Regions from separate parts of the Cricetulus griseus genome. Here region 1 is linked to region 2. A link is a contact called in public Micro-C data. All regions are on one chromosome and are shown on one strand. The core of a region is the stretch at or near the end of the contact, and the rest is flanking DNA. Distances in the headings are between cores, read along the strand shown.

Region 1 (5,192 bases), core at 2,304-4,803, 76 kb before region 2:
TGATCTTGAAAGCTGAGACTGATTGCCGTGAGGTTGAAGCCAGCCTGGGCTCCATAAAGAGTTCCAGGCCAGCCTGGGCTACAGAGTAAGAGTTTGTTTTGGAAAAACAAACAACAACAAAACAATGTCTGAGGTTATTGTTACCATCCTGTGTGCAGTAGAGAGATTTCCCATGAGCTGTAACACCATTTGATGGGTTTGCTAATGTTGGATTGGGTCTCCACCTCCGTCCCACCAGGCCATGGGCCTCTCTTGCTAGGATAGTTGGGCAGGGATCCCAGAGGACTCTTGAGGCTGTGGGAGGGTTGCTGGCTGGCTGACTGGGCTCTTCTGCCCACAGGCACTTCAAGATGCCTCAGTCCTGATCTTTGCCAACAAGCAGGATGTGAAAGACTCCATGACCACAGCAGATATCTCCAAATTCCTCACACTCACTGCCATCAAAGACCACCCCTGGCATATCCAGGGCTACTGTGCTCTCACTGGAGAAGGGTCAGCTCCCACCTCTCCCCTACCCAGCCCAGCCAATGGGCTGAAGGTTACAGGAACCCCTTTCCTGTCTCTTTCCAGTCAGAATCTGCCCACAGTTGGCTCTGGGCCCAGTAAGATGGACAAAGGGCCATAACTAAGGTCTTATGAGCCTGCAGAGCCTCTGTGCTCCAAGGGTTAAAACTCCCCCAGACAACAGGGGTCTTAGGGACTGAGAAACTCTTTGGAGAAAGTGCAATGGATAAAGTGGCAGAAAGACAAGGGTTACTCTGATTTTCTCTCCATGGTCGGGTAGCTGAGATCCTCCCAGTGAGGAGGAAGAAGCTGTGGAAAGACTTTGGGTGATGGGCCTTCAAGGCAGAAGTCGCTGTTTCTCTGAGTTTCTTACTTGTAAAAGGAGGGGATTGTACTTCCATCTCCCCCCAGTTCTCCAGAGAGTGACTGGCATGATTTCTTCATTAGGTGTTTTTGAATACCTACTTTGTGCCAAGTACTGTTCTGGGAATTGGGAAAAATGGTGGTGAACAAACCAGACAAAAATTCCTGCCTCGGGGCTGGCAGTCCAGCCCCACATGTCTGAAACCCTGAACTATTGCACACCTCAAGCCCCGCCCCCAAAAAAAAGACACAAAGTGATACACAGGAGGGTGGAGAAAGGAAAGAAAGCTTGGGAATAGTTGGGGGGAAACTGTGTATGTCCACATGCGTACATGCCCATTGTGTGGATTATTAGGGATTTTAGTGCTTGGATCAGATACCTCAGAGTGTGAAGGGCTGCATTTCTCCAAAAGGGCCTTCTATGGGATCTGGAAATTTTCTTTCATCTCCCCTGTCTGGATACTTTTTTTGAAGACAAGAAAACATTAAATAAAAGAGTCTGAAGGACCACAGATTTCTGGAAATATGTTTGTCATCATTAGGGACTCTGGTCTTCTTCATTCTATAGTACAATTCAGTGTACTCCCTGGGCTAAGCTGGATGATGACACACATGGCCAAGTTTCCACTTTTGCTCTGGAGGTGTTTTTTTCCTCATGAGGAGCTTGTCTCCTCCCAAGCCTTTGAGGTCACCCTGCTACTACTCCTAGTAACAAAAACGGGACAGAGAAGGCTTGTCCGGAGACACAGCGCAGGAGCCCAGGAAGGTGAGTCTCCGTTCCTCTCTGCTAGATTGCTTCTCCCCAGGAGCTCCAGCCCCCAGCACAGTGGGTGCTGATGCATTCTGGAACTCAACTCACTGCCCTTCTACCATTAAGTAATTGAATATAACCTTGGCTACCCTCTCCGTCTGTCCCAGGCAGAGGCTTGGAGCTTTCCAGCCATCATCTTATGGGAAATGCTCATGGTCCATTGTCCCATTCCTCCCTCCCTGCAGGTTGCCAGCTGGGCTTCGGTGGATGCAATCTCAGGCCACCAACTGATGTTCCAGCCTGAGGCCAACCAGAAATCACATGGTTAGCACCGGTGAGAAACCCCAGCCATTTGTTGGTGGAAACAGGGTGGCTATGGACAGAGAGACTGCCACTGTCCTCTCAGTTGTCACTGAGGGGCTGAATCAAAGACTTCAAGTTGGTGCAGACAGGGCCCCAGATGAAACTGTCCCTCACTCCATCCCTGCAGGTGTGAGGAGACACAGGGAAACTGCTGGATGTATTGGGGCACCTCTTCCAGCCTTCATGTTCTGTCTGCCCGGAGAGCAAGAGATCTTTGACAGTGTGCCATGTCCATTGGATAAAGGAGATCCCGATCAAGGAGGCAACAGTAACTGGCCAAAAGTTGGGGGTTGGGGTGGGACGGAGAGGTAGAGAGTTGGAGAACAGAACATTCCAAACATCACACCGCCAGAGGTGATGCCCTCCCATCCCCCTTGTTTTTTTGCTCCCTCTTGGATGCTGACTCTGACCACAGCTTTTGGGGTCTAGGTTACCACGTGGAATCTCCTTCCTTCTTAGTGTCCTTCCGGTGTGAGTCCTACTCTTCTCAAATGTCAAAGGTTCTATAGGACCTACTTATTTCCTCTTTGTGTCATGATTTAAAAAAAAATCGCATTAAGATTTAAAAAGTAGCCGGGCGTTGGTGGTGCAGGCCTTTAATCCCAGCACTTGGGAGGCAGAGGTAGGTGGATCTCTGTGAGTTCAGGCCAGCCTGGTCTCCAGAGCGAATGCCAGGATAGGCTCCAAAGCTACACAGAGAAACCCTGTCTCGAAAAACAAACAAACAAACAAACAAACAAACAAAAAAGTATAGGTATATAGTAAGTACCACTGAAACGTCTTGCCTCTTATTTCTGTCTCTTCCTAAAACTGTCTTTTGTCACCTTGGAAACGGGGTGGGGAAGCGGGGACTGCCTCAATGCTCCATTTGGCTAGAGAAGTTGGCTAGGGTTGGCCAGGTTGAAGAGCTTTGGTACCAGCTAACCAGAACCGGGGCTCTTGGCTCTAGATCTAGCGGTGATAAGAGGCTTGTAGTGATCCACAGAGAAGGGGACCCCAGAGGGAGAAAAAGCCCCAGTGTCCTCTAGAGGTGATGCTAAAGATGGATTGGAGGCCCGTGCTGCCCGTCTACATTCAGAGACCTAAACAGGATAGCATCTCCCCTTTCCAATCAGGCAGTGGACCTGTAGGGGAACCTGGGCAGAGAAACAGAGGACCCAGTATCTTTAATTTTATAGCTTCCCTGAGATGTAATTATGAAGGAAAAGCTTGTGAATTCTAGACATTTCGGTCATACTTTATATTTCCATTAGGTTATTTTTGACATAACAAAAAATGTAAAAATATCAGCACTATAGAAATCTATTCCATTGAAATTCATTCTGATGAGCCCTGTCAGCGTGGCGGGGGTATAGCTCAGTGGTAGAGCATTTGACTGCAGATCAAGAGGTCCCCGGTTCAAATCCGGGTGCCCCCTCGCGGCTCCTAGCCGTGCCTACTCTTTTGCTCACCTAGCCGACCGTCGGGTAGCTTGAGACCTTAGAAAGGAGGGGCTCCCCGAGGCCACCTTATTTTGCTGACGTGTGCTGTCCTGCTGTTGCTGCAGTCCAGTGTACGTCCTTAGCCGGAATATGGCCGGAGCCGAGCCTCTCGGCCAACCGATCCCTCGAGGCAACCGCTCGCTCGTGAACCGCAGGGCGAGCGGGGTGGGTGGGTGGATGCACTCAGGTGCGGGTGAGTGGCTGTCCCTTAGCGAGAGCTGAGTGTCTAGGGTCGGCGCTGAGGCTGGGGGCAAAAGGTCGGGAGAAGCCGCGAGAACGTGTAGGAGGGAGGGAGAGCGCGGAGGAGCAGCGGCGGAGCTGCAGAGTGGGAGCCCGCCCCGGGGCGCGCCCGGGCCGCCAAGGGTTGATCGCCTCCGTCGTTCTGGCCACGTTTACGTGTTCTGTCAAAAGGACTCTCAGGGCGTCAGGAAACACTTTTTGTTTCCAAACGAGCAATCGAAATGTCAGTTCCTTACATTTCTTGAAAAGTTCGAAGCTAAATCAGCTCCTTCATAGACACGCTAGTGCGCCTGCGTCAGAATCACACTTAACCGTTACTGGCGCCCAGCTACCAGCAGAGGGGGTATAGCTCAGTGGTAGAGCATTTGACTGCAGATCAAGAGGTCCCCGGTTCAAATCCGGGTGCCCCCTATTTTTTTTCTAGACGCATTATTTTTGTTTACATGGCTTTCTTATCGTGTTCCGTGTTTTTACGGGTAAGCATTTCCTTGGCCAACTTCTAGAGAGTCGGGAAGTGACTACGGCGGCAAGGATCTGGGGATTTCTAGAGCTGCGCCTCTCATGCTGGAAATGAAGATTCCCGTTCTCATCTCTGACCCAGTGAAATGGCCTGGGGTGGGGCTAGAAATGTGTTTTCTGAGGGCAGCCCCGGGTAAACGCCCGAGTTCTGGAGGCTTGCGTTTAGAAACTTACAAGCATCGTTTGCCTCTGACTCTCCCGAGTTGCTGCTTTTGTCTGTACCCTAATAAAAGGCCTCACAAAAACGCGGGCACCCGGGCTGGCGGTGCACGAAGCCGAGGCTGGCTCTCCACGGCGCCTGCGCGGACCGGCCGAGCCCGGAGAGCCGCCCAAAGCAAACGCGGAGCTTCCTCGCTCGTCCACTGGGCGGCGATAGGAGGACGCGGTTAGCGAAGAGCCGATTCGAATCCTCCCTCTGCCCCTCCCGCGGTGAAGGCCGAATTCGGCTTAGGCATCAGGAATTCAGTGCCTCTCTTGGTGGGCTCGCGCCGGCAGAAACAGGTAGGGTTCTCGTGAGTTCGAGGCCACCCTCGTCTAAAATGGACCTGCCTGTCTGGAAAACAAACAAACAAACAAAAACTACCAACAAAAAACTTCTGTTGCGCGGCTTTCCCTGGCCCATAGTATTCCTTAAAGGGTTGAGGTCTGGGGGAGGCGATCTGTGTGCTCTTCGGCCCGGAGGAGAGTGGAAGAATTAGGGTCCTGAGAGATGAGAGAGAACTTAGTTTCCATTTCCTTCCTCGCAGTGTCGGGCCACCCACCTGCTCAAGGCCACAGCCGACTTCTCCGGGCCCCACGAAGCCGCCTGCGCACCCGTTCTCCCCGCGCTCCTCGGGTCTCCAGCTCGGAGCGAGCCGGGGCCCGCAGCCCGCCCCACTCTCCGGGCCCCAGTTCTTCGTCCTCACACGAAGTAGGACACGGGCACCTTCGCGCCTTGACCTGGTTCCGTGCCGTCTATTAAACCTCCTAAA
Region 2 (4,849 bases), core at 97-2,596:
TCTGCTTCCTGTTTGGGGCTCAAGATGTGAGCCCTCAGCTTCCTGGCTTAGTCACGGGGTTCCCACTCTTAGCCTCCAGAACTGCAAGCCTAAACCCTTGCCTTGGCTATGGTGTTTTAACACAGCAAAAGAAAAGTAACTAATGAGCACAGATACTCACCTATATAAACACACATATATGTGTACATATATATGAGAAGTATATATGTGTACATATATGTGCATATGTGTGCACATATATACGTATATATGTATATGCGTGTACATGCATACATACATGACGAAAGTATTGATAGCCTCAGAGGCATCTAAGCTGATACGGATGGCAGTTTACTCCTGTCAGCTCAGCACTTTTGAGCTGAAGCAAACGGATTACACTAGTTCAAGGCTAGAACAGACTGCAGAATGAGATCCTGTTTCAAAACAGACAGACTGACAGACAGCATGATTCCCATGTCTGGCTTGAACAGAAACAGAATGGGGAAGTGGATACTACAGGATGGGGAGTTGGGGATGCTTTTGGTTGAGAAGCCTGCGGATGTGAGGGTCTGGAACCCCCCGGGGGGGGGGGCGGAGCTGCCCGAGCTGGTGACTGGAGTGAAGGGTGAGGGCAGGGTGAAGACAGCAAAGCCCCGCCCTCTTCTGAGCAGTGGTGGCAGTTCTGGAGTGGGTGGAAGAGCAGAGATGTGAGAAGGGGAAGCTGACAGGTGGGAGAGGGAAAAAAGAAAAGGAAGTCCTCCATCAACCACACAGAGACTCAGAGTCTCATGAAAAGGTGCTACCGAGACGAGGGGAGCCGGCGCTCTCTTGCTTCCTGTGGGAAGAACAGTTTTCCTAGGAAATGGGAGAAAGGAGGCCATTTATGGGTAAGAATGGAGGAAGAATAATGGAGTCTCTCTCCCCTCCCCTCCCCTCCCCTCCCTCTCCTCCCCTCTCTTCCCCTCCCTTGTCTCCTCTCTGCCCTGTTTGCTTGACTCAGTCTGCAATAGGCAGTGAATTCACAGAAAATAAAGCTTGGTGTTTAACAAAGGCTTTGAGTCAGACGTTCCAAATGTTTCCATTGTGTACTTCAAAACTAGACAGGCTACAAATGGAGATCATCCAATATGATCACGCTGTCCTTAAAAACGTCCCTTTGATAATCATTAAACTGTTCTGTTTACCAGAAATGTTCACAAGGAAAATAAACAACAGGGCCATTTAGGAGAATTTCAAAATTGAAGTTCAAACCGTAAGAGAAAACAAGAACAGAAAGAAAAAAAAAATTAACTGAGTGAACATTGCAGACCTCAGCTGCCCTTGAGGGTTTTTCTCTAGCTGACGTTACATAATTCTTCATCAGATATCAGTGTCAGATGCTAAAATTCACAGTGTATGTGTCATACTTAAGGGACAGAATATTGAAGGAAAAAAAAAAAAAAAGAATACAGCCAGGTGATGGTTATAAGGATCAGGCGTTCTGCTGGCCTGCCCCTGTCACCTGGCAGGATGCACTCAGGCAGTGCCCTGGTGAGCCCAGGGTTCCATGCCTACTAGTCTGCACGCAGATGCAAAGGACCCCTTTAAAAGACAGACCCCTGCCCACTTATATTCTCTTTCCCCCTCTCTTTCCCGCTGTTCCCCGGGGGCAGACAGGACTTCTGTCTCCCTCTTCTCTTCTGTCCTCCCTGTGTCTCTTTTCTCTCCCCTCCTCCCACTTTCTAATAAAATTTCTCACTAAGTTCTGTCTGCCTGGCATGTTTGTCACCTCTGTCACCCTTGCCAGCCATATAATCCGCCAAGATTCCCCTCTAGCTTTATCATAACAATGGTGGCGCACACCTTTACTCCCAGCACTCGGGAGGCAGAGGCAGGAGGATCTCTGTGAGTTCCAGGAGGACCAGAGCTACACAGGGAAACCCAGTCTTTAAAAAAAAGTGTGTGTGTGTGTGGGGGGGGGGCTGGCTCAGAGGTTAAGAGCACTGACTGTTCTTCCAGAGGTCCTGAGTTCAATTCCCAGCAACCACATGGTGGCTCACAGGCATCTGTAATGAGATCTGGTGCCCTCTTCTGGTGTGCAGATAGACATGGAAGCAGAATGTTGTATACATAAAAAATAAATAAAATCTTTTTAAAAAGTGGGGGATGGGCGGGTGTTGATGTTGGTGGTACACGTCTTTAACCACAGCTCTCAGGAGGCAGAGGCACGTGGATCTCTGTGAGTTCAAGACCAGCCTGGTCTACAGAGTGAGTTCCAGAACAAGCTCCAAAACAATACAGGGAAACCCTGTCTCGAACAAACAAAACAAAACAAAAAACCCCATTTTTTTTTTATTAAAAAAAAATACTACAAAGGGACTGGAGAGAAGGCTCAGCAGTTAAGAGCACTGACTGCTTTTCCAGAGGACTCAGGTTCAGTTCCCAGACCCCACATGCTGCTCATTCCTGTCTGTAACTCCTGTTCCAGAGGATCTGACACCCTCACACAGACATACATGCAGGCAAAACACCAATGCACATTAAAACAAACCAACCAACCAACCTATGAATACTAAAATTAACAGAGGATTATGGAATGTTTACATACACCAAGACTCACGTTTGTAAAAATGCCACTTCTCTCAATTAATGCTATCTCAGTAAAAGAAAAAAAATTGTAAAGAATTTGAGTAGCTTATTCAAAAACATAATAGATATAATGGCCAAGACCAAAAATAAATAAATAAAATTTTTAAAAAGGCTTCCCTTCCAGATCCAGCCTTTTCAGAGACTACAGGGCTTAAAGCAGTGTGACACTGGAACAAGGACAGAAAAACAGAGCAATTACATACAGTGCTCCAAGCCCACTTGAGGAATTTTGCAGATGAGCTGGGCAGATAGGGCACAGGAAAATAAAACTGGTACCCTGCTTTTCACCATCCTGTTCCAAGAGACTCAAAGGTGAAAGGAATAACTAGAAGGATTTTAAAGATTCGCTTTTATTTATAGGTATGTGTGTGTGTCCATGTGTGGTGTGTATGTCATCTGTGTGGGGGGGGTCCATGTGTGGTGTGTATGCCACCTGTGTGTGGGGGTCCATGTGTGGTATGTATGTCACCTGTATGTGGGGGTCCATGTGTGGTATGTATGTCACCTGTATGTGGGCATCCAATGAGACCAGAAGAAGGTGTTGGATCTCCTGAAGTTACAGGTGGTTGTGAGCACCAGGAACCAAGCCTGGGTCCTCTGGAAGAGAAGTGTGCACTGGGACCCCTGAGCCATCGCCCCAGCCTGTAAGGATTTTAGAATAGAATACTTTCATGACCTTGGAGGAAAGGAGGATTTCTTAAACCTAAGGCAGAAAATTACCAACCCGCTGGTTGTCTCAATCAGGGGCAAAGGACTTCTGCCAATATCTGGAGGCAGTTTGGCTTGTTAGAGCTTGGCCCTAGGTGTGCTTTTGTATTGAGCGGAGAGACTGCGGATGCTGCAAGCTCCCTGCAATGCACAGGACTCACTCCTACACACACGCCAAAGATATTCCCGCAAATGTCAGTATTACAGGGCTAAGAGGCTCTACTGCATCAACCTTAGCCAGCCTCTGTCCTGCAAAACACACCACTTAGAAATTTCAGAGTAGATATGCAGTCGTCAATGTACTAGCTGCTCAGACTTGAGGTTCAGTCCCAAGCATCCACAGAAAAAGCTAGGCATGGTGGTCACTGGGGAGGCAGAGACAGGCAGATCCCCTGGGCTCTCTAGGGAGCCATCTACACCTAATGAGAGATCCCTAGGTCAGTGTAAGGCCCCCCAATGCCAAGCAAACAAACAAAACCCCTCCAAGATAGACAGGGCCTGAGGAACCCAAGTTTGATTTCTGCCACCCCCCCATCCCCACACACACAGCCAGGGAGGAAGGGAGGGAGAGAGGGACGAGGGAATGAGGTAGGAAGAAGGAAGGGAGAGAATTAAAAGTCATCACAGAGAAAGTATCTTACACAGAAAGCAGAAGGATATAGGCTCAAATCTAGCAAGGCTTTATCAAAAAAAAAAAAAAAAAAAAAGTATTAAGCCAGGCAGTGTTATGGACACCTTTAGTTCCAGCACTCTGGAGGCAGAGTTTGAGGCCAGCCTGATCTACAGAGTGAGTTCCAGGACAGTCAGGGCTACAGAGAGAAACCCTGTCTCAAAAACAACAAGCCAGGCAGTGGTGGTGCTTGTCTTTGATAACAGAACTTGGCAGGCAGAGGTAGGCTGATCTCTGTGAGTTCAAGGCCAGCCTGGTTTACAGAGTGAGTTCCAAGACAGGCTCCAAACCCTGTCTCAAAAAACTAACAGAAAGAAAGAAGGAAAGAGAGAAAGAAAGAAAGATTTAAAAAGAGCTTAGGGGCTGGAGAGATGGCTCCACGGTTAAGAGCACTTGCTGTTCTTCCAAATGACCCAAGTTCAATTCTCAGCACCCACATCAGGCAGCTTGAAACCACCTATAACTCCAGAAGATCCAACATCCTTTTTTCTGGTCTTCAATGCACTTACACAGATGTGGTACACACTACTACAGAAGCATACACATACTCATAGAAAAGATCTTTCAGCCAGGTAGTGGTGGTGCACGCCTTTAATCCCAGCACTTGGTAGCAGAGGCAGGTGAATCTCTGTGAGTTTGAGACCAGCCTGGTCTACAAGAGCTAGTTCCAGGACAGTCTCCAAAGCTACACAGGGAAACCATGTTTTGAAAAACAACAACAACAAAAAGATCTTTAAAAAGCAAACAAAAAGAGACAGCTAGGAATAGTCTATATAGTAGGTCTGGGTTATTATCATTATTATTATAGTGTGTGTGTGTGTGCTCGCACATGTGCACACGGGCTTATTCAAGTAGACTTGTGTG

What was found. A called contact is a pair of places that touch in the nucleus more often than the background predicts.
Region 1: a contact with region 2 is called in a Micro-C map of the CHO-K1 cell line, with 2.8 times the contacts expected there. The contact joins the promoter of Plxdc1 here to the enhancer-like site in region 2. A contact is called at or near these places in 6 of 8 Hi-C or Micro-C datasets (the CHK-Q cell line, the CHL-YN cell line, the CHO-K1 cell line and 2 more).

What each region holds. Positions count from the first base shown.
Region 1 is chr7:111,117,097-111,122,288 of CriGri-PICRH-1.0, reverse strand. Plxdc1 (plexin domain-containing protein 1) reads left to right here and starts at 3,553. Exons shown (of 17, transcript XM_035448150.1): 1 at 3,553-3,631; 2 at 3,675-3,885; 3 at 4,206-4,317; 4 at 4,455-4,722. The coding sequence starts at 3,553. Trnac-gca (a tRNA gene) reads left to right here and starts at 4,042; the gene lies at 4,042-4,113. It overlaps Trnac-gca (a tRNA gene), which reads left to right and starts at 3,327; the gene lies at 3,327-3,398. It overlaps Arl5c (putative ADP-ribosylation factor-like protein 5C), which reads left to right. Exons shown (of 6, transcript XM_027424080.2): 5 at 341-492; 6 at 1,864-1,909. The coding sequence ends at 1,909.
Region 2 is chr7:111,039,313-111,044,161 of CriGri-PICRH-1.0, reverse strand. No RefSeq gene overlaps it. Among named protein-coding and RNA genes, the nearest start is that of Fbxo47, 21 kb to the right of the region's middle. Within about 2 kb of position 1,346, at least 1 of the 6 cell types and tissues checked has open chromatin away from gene starts, as enhancers often do. A contact at or near this core is called in the CHO-K1 cell line, where this site is marked.